Regions from separate parts of the Mus musculus genome. Here region 2 is linked to region 1. Evidence: chromatin contacts called from public promoter capture Hi-C data. All regions are on one chromosome and are shown on one strand. Each heading gives the region's core, a stretch centred on a gene start, on an enhancer-like site or on the middle of the called end of the contact. The rest is flanking DNA. Distances are from core to core; before and after follow the strand shown.

Region 1 (3,852 bases), core at 1,342-3,841:
TCTGGGGGCCACTCTCATCCAAACCACCACAGCATCATCTAAGGGGATTTCAGGTTCAAACAAATCGAAAACAAGATACCACAGCCGCATACCGGTTAGAATTGTTGAATGTTCTTTAACCAGCAATGACAGACGATGAGTCAGCAGAGTAACACACTCGTTCACAGATAAGACGGTGCAGCTACTGTGACGTCTTCTCATAAAGCTAAGCACAGCCTTCTGAGACAATTCAACAGTCACATTCCTCAGTAATTATGTCTACACACAAACGCATGTGAAGACTTCTGCACAGTCAACAAAAACTGGACGCAGCTAAAATATCCTTCAACAGCGAACTGTCTAAACCAACTGTGGTATAGCTACACAATGGGATACTACTTGGCAATACAAAGAACTGAGCTATTAAGTCATGAGAGACATGAAGGAATTGTATATGCCTATTGTTAAAGAACCCAATCTAAAAAGACTATACACCGTATGGCTCAAATTCTTTGACACTCTAAATGAGATGGATCAGCAATAAAACTATATGTTACGTAGGCCTGACAACCTGACTTTCATCCCTGGAGCCCAGGGTGGAAGAAAATCAACTCCTGAAAATGATCCTCTGACCGCCACACATAAACTGCAGTATGTTCGTGCTAACATTCATACACACACACACACACACACTAAATAAAGTAAATGTAAAAACTAAATCGTCTGTTGGGTAGAGGGTACCTGGAAAGAATGCAGACCAAGAAAAGCACCAATTGTATACAAAAGGGCTTTGAAGAAAGAAAAGGGTGCTGACCTAAGCAACTCTAGGAATAAATGGAGCCCATGAGGCTGGAGGGAGTCTAAGCACTGTCTTCTAGTGGGTGGACATCTTCCCAATGGGTGTGGGCTAATAAATCATATGCTTGCTAGGACTGAACAATTAAGTGCCTGCGTGGTAGACAGCAGGAGCTTCCTTACAGTTGGGCCGGTGCTTTACTGACAAGCCTCAGGAAGAAGTTAGACTGCTCCCTGAGTGATGTGTTAGACCTGGAAGCGTCCTAAGGACTCATGTGTAGCTTGAGAAATAGCTACAGATGGTTCTATGTAGCAACTTTGATAGGTGTGTGTGTTCCCATCTATATTTCTTGGCTCTGTCAAGTGAGTTATGCTCCCTTCCTTGAAAGCGGAGTAATTCATATACATCCAGCATGGCCACAGAGAACTGCATGAATAACATGACAGTCTAGAGCTCAGGGCAAACGCTGGTGGGTCAGAAACAGGGATCAGGATTTCTGGTCTTGAATGGCCCCTGCGTGCTCAGCAATGGTTCAGACACTCTGAAAATAAGCAAGGAGCCTCCAGAAGTAGCCTACTGGTCCCAGACAGCACTTACATCCTCTGGTGGGTTTACTAGGACCACACTAGCACAATTGGCTCACTAAAGCCAAGTACCTGCCCTTGATAGAGATGATGCATGGTATGGGGGGCAGGGTGGTGGTGATAAAAAGGAGTTTACACTAAGCTCCAAGCCTATTAGAAGTGGTGACTGTGTGCGGTCAGGACTGGTCCTTTCACACTTCAGAAACGGAATCTCTGGGCTGGCCCAGGACCCCTCCCTTACCACCACTCAGGTTCCAGGAGTGATTTTCCTCCAGCCAGGGTGCAAGGCCACAGATGAGAAAATGAGGTGCCTAAGACCATATGGGTCCTGTCATGGGTCTGGGGTAAATCATGAAGCACAACACAAAAGATGTAAAAAACGCTAAACTGTGAACTCTGGCTCCATCGCTCCGTGGGACTTTGAGACAGTCTCTGATCCTGTTTCCTCACAATAGGCAAGACACCTTAAAGGAGAACTCAGGACACGTGCAGTTAACAGATAGGCAAGTGTCATGAGGGAGGGTCACTGTTTGTGACAATCTACAGTTCCTTTACCAACTAGTATTGCTATGTAGGCCAGGCTGGCCTCAAACTTGCTATGTAGATTAAGTGTAGCCTTTAACCTGCGTCCTCCTGCCTCCACTCCCCAAGTCATGGAATTCTTTTCAAATATCTACTCCAAAGCTGATGACGTAAGACTTAAAGTCTCTTGTTAAACCAAAGAAAACTTCAAAATATATGCTCTTTTCACCTAAAAAAAATTCAGTGTTTTTCATGAGCAGATTTTGGCAAAAGCTTTTTGGAACCCTCAGTCATTCTTGGTTGGGTAAGTGGGTCCAGAGAACAACATTTGGGAACCACTGTGCTTCACATAGGTGGGGTGAGCGTCTCAGCTACTCCAGAGCGCCCCTAAGTTAGCGCGGTACATGCCAGATGCTGACAGCCCTGCCAACCCAGTAACGTTTGTACCCATTGCCCGGGTCCACGCAAAGCCCTCCCACTGGGAGGCAGCAGCCGCAGCGACCTTGGCAGAGGTCAAGGACCGGAGGCACAGAGGTATCGGGCTAGAGTGCCCATGCAGGCTCCAGAGACCACTCTGGCTACCGCCTTCGCCGCGTGGCGGGGACAGAGAACCTGAACTCACAGCCTGGGCAGCGCCGCCGCTCCACGAACCGTGTTCCGCAGCACGCACAACGCCATCTTCCCGACTGGCCCGCCTACGCCCCGCCCTCGCCCCGCCTAGCTGGATTCGGCCACGCCCGCCCTACCAGGCTTAGCCCGGCCCCCCGCTTGCCACAGCCCAGGCCAGTCCAGCCAGACTCAGCCCCACCTTGCTTCTGCTGGCGAGGCCCCATGCAACGCTTCTCTTTCCAAAACCACGCCCGCCCTCGTTAGCCACTCCAATCCTCTGCGAGCCCTGCGCGGCTCTGCGCGGAGGCTTTGGTGACCCAATGCTCCGCCCGCTTCTGAAACGAGTTAGAGAAACTTGGGTTTTCTCTGGCAGAGAAGATTTAGGTTTCCGAGGGGCTTTTTTGCTGTTTTTATTATCAACGTGCCCCTAACACAGTCGGTGAGCCTGCGATGGTGCATAAGCTAAAAGTGGTCAAAGCAAATGGGCTCTACCTGAAAAGGTGCAGGCTTGGGACCCACACAGGCCCCTTCCCAATGCCTGCGGGTCTCCGGAAACTGAGAGAAGCTGCCATCGGTCGTCTTTCCTAATCCAGTGGTGCCCTACCTAGTGTCTGGTCCTTTCCACTCTCCACCCTCCACCATTCCTCTGTCTTCTACCTCTGCAGTTTTGATTTTGGTGGTCACTACGTTCCGTTTGTTCTGAATTGACACTCAAAGTCGTTGTCGGAAGCTGGATTAAAAAATAGACCCCAGACGGGCGTGGTGGCTCACGCCTTTAATCCCAGCACTTGGGAGGCAGGAGAATTTCTGCGTTCGAAGCCAGCCTGGTCTACAGAGTGAGTTCCAGGACAGCCAGGGCTACACAGAGAAACCCTGTCCCGAAAAACAAAAACAAAAGACCCCAGAAGTCCTTTGTAGCCAGAGTGGCAGCACAGATGCCGAATATCTGCAAGACTGAGTTATCGCTTAGTTTATGATACCAACAGGGCAGACTGTTCAAACCCTCTGTGAGGCCCCCTCACACCCACCCGGACCTCTCCTGCCTGCACCCAGTGAGGACCATCCCACTTTCCTGTCTCCACTGCGGGCCCCAGTCTGTTCCGCCAAAATGGAGCCTGAGACAAAGCAGTATCAGGAACACCCATTCCATCTCTAATTTACACATCTATATCTTGTACTAAGAGACTGAGCAGGCAAGCTTTGTCTGTCTCCAGATACTAGATCACACTCTTTGTCCTGTTACACTTCTCTATGGCCATCCATCCACCAGTAAAAACACAGGTCTGGGGGTTTGAGTTTTTAAAACTTTTGTTGTTGTTGTTGTTGTTGTTGTTGTTTGAGACAGGGTTTCTCTGTATAGCC
Region 2 (3,491 bases), core at 244-2,743, 1.4 Mb before region 1:
CTAGAATTCTAATTTATAATTATAACCCCAAGAGTGATATACCATTATGTATTTTAACACTAGCAATAAAGTACTATTTAGGTTTTTTGTTTTAAAAGGAAGTAGCAACAGAGATGATGAAATGAACCAGTAATAAAACTTAAAATAAATTAGTTGTGGATTTACCAGTTGTACTGGCTGGTTTTGTGTGTCAACTTGACAAATGCTAGAGTTATCACAGAGGAAGGAGCTTCAGTTGGGGAAGTGCCTCCATGAGATCCAGCTGTGGGGTATTTTCCCAATTAGTGATCAAGGAGGAAAGGCACCTTGTGGGTGGGACCATCTCTGGACTGGTAGTTTTGGTTCTATAAGAGAGCAGGCTGAGCAAGCCAGGCGAAGCAAGCCAGTAAAGAACATCTCTCCATGGCCTCTGCATCAGCTCCTGCTTCCTGACTTGCTTAAGTTCTAGTCCTACTTCCTTAGTGATGAACAGCAGTATGGAAGTGTAAACTGAATAAACCCTTTCCTCCTCAATTTGCTTCTTGGTCATGATGTTTGTGCAGGAATAGAAACCCTGACTAAGACACCAGTATTGAAATTATTTTTAATTTTATTATGAAAATGTTTAATCCTTTGTCTGAATTACAGCTTTTTATACAGTTGGTAATTCTGAAGTTTTTAGCAATTTGATGAAAAAACAATCTCACATTTCTATATATTGTGAAACACTGATTATTAACATGCCCCTTTAAGGAAACATCAACAAAAACCTACCAAACAACAAGAGAAACAAAAAAAAAAAAAAAAACAAACAAAAAAAAAAACTCCACAAAGAACCTAATAGGGTTGTAAAGATTAGTTTTTTTGTAAAGGGGGGAAATTAAATATATAAGGCTAGAAAATGCTTGTTTAAAATGTGTGTGTGTGTATGTGTGTGTGTGTGTGTGTGTGTGTGTGTGAAATTTTATGTTGGTTGCTAGAGAGACAACATTTTGTGACAGGCAGTTGTTTTTCACTTAAGTTTCCTTTTAGAGGAAGCTTCATCTGATCCTTTGTGCTTCAAAGACAACTGCAAAAGGCATACTTTTGTGTATATGTGATAGTGAAATCACAGGCTGGGAACTCCTGAATGATTGCTAAAGCTGACTGTAGGCAAATAAACCTTTAGGAATGAGAGTGCAGTGGACGGTGTCTCCTGGGCCTGAACAAGGTAGTTGAGATGCAAAATGTCCCTACACTTATTCTACTGGATTCCCTACAAGACCTCAGCTTCAGCCTACCCTGGTGCTGCAAATAGAGTATAGAGTTAACCATGTACGAACACCCTTTAGCCTCTATCTACATGGTGACATATTTAAAAGACTGAAACATTACTGATGTATTTATTACTTTGCAATTTCATACTTAGGAGCGCATAAAGTAGCACTACAGTAGCACACAGGCCTAGAGAAGCAGGAGCCCCTAGAACAGCCTGAGAAGACTGCCCAGCTGTTGCTGAGACTGGCTGCTGGAGGAGAGAGGGAAGCCACCTGCAAGTACGGACCCTGGCACTGGCCACCAGCTGCGGCGGCGCTGCCTTGAGCATCCTCCGTAGCTCGCGCAGCAAAGCCAACAGCAAAAGGCAAGCGAATAAACGCAAGGCCAGGACTCCTGCAGCTCTCTCCGTGCCCCTCGCTCGTGCGGCAGATGCTAGTGCAGAACCAGCACGGAGCTGACTGAGCCGCCATAGGTGAGGGGCCGCGTCCCCACCCGCTCAGGCCGGCGCGCCCCGCACGGATCCCGCTTGCCGCCGCCGCCGCTGCAGCCTCAGCACCATGACTACTCCGCGCGCTGCGGTTACAGGTTGGTTATGGCCGCTGGCCCTGGAGGCTGCGGCAAGGCGGGCACAGCGTCTTACACCGGAGGCCGGGAGGCGTCCTGCTATCCCTTCGCTGGGGCCTGGCCTGGGCAGGGTTCTGGGAATCCAGGAGGCGGCAGACAGCTCAGTCTGGGCGCGCAGGGAAGGGACTCTGGGAGCCACTGTGCGCCACTGTGCGCCCTCTGGCCCCCCGTGCAAGTTGCTCCCAAGTGGGCCTTGGGAAGCCTTGGGCCGCTGGATGGGGCCTGCCCAGCCTTGGCATCCAGCAGGTGCTGGAGGTGGGGGAAGCAGGTGGCTGGGGGTGGGGCTGACATGCATCCAGACCCTCACTATGCTGGCCCTGATTGCTAAAGGCCTTAATTGCCTCTGGCCTTCACCTGGGTCAACCCAATACTGGGAGGAGGGTTTGGGGAGTACCTCTGCTCCATCAGCTTTTGGGAAGGCCTTCTGGGCCTTGCCCAATCCCATAATCCTGCGGACTGCTGTTTGCTAATTTGCTCTCATTTTATTAATTGTTCTGTTTGAGCAGCTGTCATTAGAGTGACCCTTATCAGCAAGCAAAGTTTGGACTTGCCAAAGCAACTGCATTTTGTCTTTGAACCTTTAAGAGCCCAGTTTGGAAGGCCTGGCTAGAGTCTGGAAATGGGTCCAGAACTGTGACCTAGGGGTTAGTTATTTCTCTGACTTTAATGTTTCTTTAGACAACATAATGTCCCCGAACCTGGACACTATGTCCTTTACTAGAAAAAAAAAATCAGCTTTGGGCCCAAATTTCCAAGGACTGTATTGTGAAGGATGTGTGAACACACACACACACACACACACACACACACACACATGACCTTTGGAAGATTTCCTCAATTTCCCTGTGGGAAATGGGAAGTGAGGCCCCTTGTGGCTTTTTTTCCTGTAATCTCTCATGTGGGATCAAAAATTAACAGGTAGCTGTTTTTGCTTTTGTTTTTAAATTTTTGATTCCTTGTTCCATAGCTTCTGCTGTGTCTTTGTTACCTGGGAGAGGAGCAGGGACTGTGGCAGTTTCTTAACAGCAGGAGTCTTTTTATATCCAGATTGTCCAACAATCCAAATAAGAGCCATGCCTTCTCAAATCTCCACAACCTCAGAAATTGATTTCTGAATTGATTGGTTCCGTTCTGTTCTATGTGGGTGTTACAATCTCCTCTGATATAATTTTGTGCCATCTATTTGATAAATCCATATAAGGAAAGGGAAAAACTTGAGCTTTGCCAAATAGCTAAAAGAAAAAAGTTGTGTGAAAGGCCATTGGCTTCTCTTACCTGATCACAGGTAAGTAATGTACTTTCACTGGAAAGGATGGGATTAGAAGTACTATAAAAACAAATCCATAATTTGTGAAATGGTAACAATACAGTTACAACTTTGGGTATGGCTTGCAAGGATATTCAAGAGGGAAAAAAAGTGCACATTTAAAAGAAGAAAATCTACTCAAAATCATTTGCTCACAGTTCAGATATCTAAAGGCTTTATAGTGTTTTTATTTCCCCTTGTGGATGGCAGTATGTTCCACTTGCTTTTTTTCTCTTTCCCGCATAAAGAGTGCCTGTATGTGCCTGTGTGTATCTGTGGGAAACATATTTATTTTATCATTCATCAGTGGTGCTAAGATAATTTT

The links. Promoter capture Hi-C pulls out the DNA fragments that hold promoters and counts their contacts.
Region 2: a contact with region 1 is called in a promoter capture Hi-C map of hippocampal neurons, with 3 times the contacts expected there. The contact joins the promoter of Nalcn here to the promoter of Clybl in region 1. A contact is called at or near these places in 1 of 39 promoter capture datasets (hippocampal neurons) and 1 of 115 datasets of contacts at active chromatin or transcription factors (astrocytes).

What each region holds. Positions count from the first base shown.
Region 1 is chr14:122,180,433-122,184,284 of GRCm38.p6, reverse strand. It overlaps Clybl (citrate lyase beta like), which reads right to left and starts at 2,591. Exons shown (of 8, transcript NM_029556.3): 1 at 2,504-2,591. The coding sequence starts at 2,559.
Region 2 is chr14:123,625,146-123,628,636 of GRCm38.p6, reverse strand. Nalcn (sodium leak channel, non-selective) reads left to right here and starts at 1,493. Exons shown (of 44, transcript NM_177393.4): 1 at 1,493-1,821. Gm46490 (a long non-coding RNA gene) reads left to right here. Exons shown (of 3, transcript XR_001781479.2): 3 at 1-24.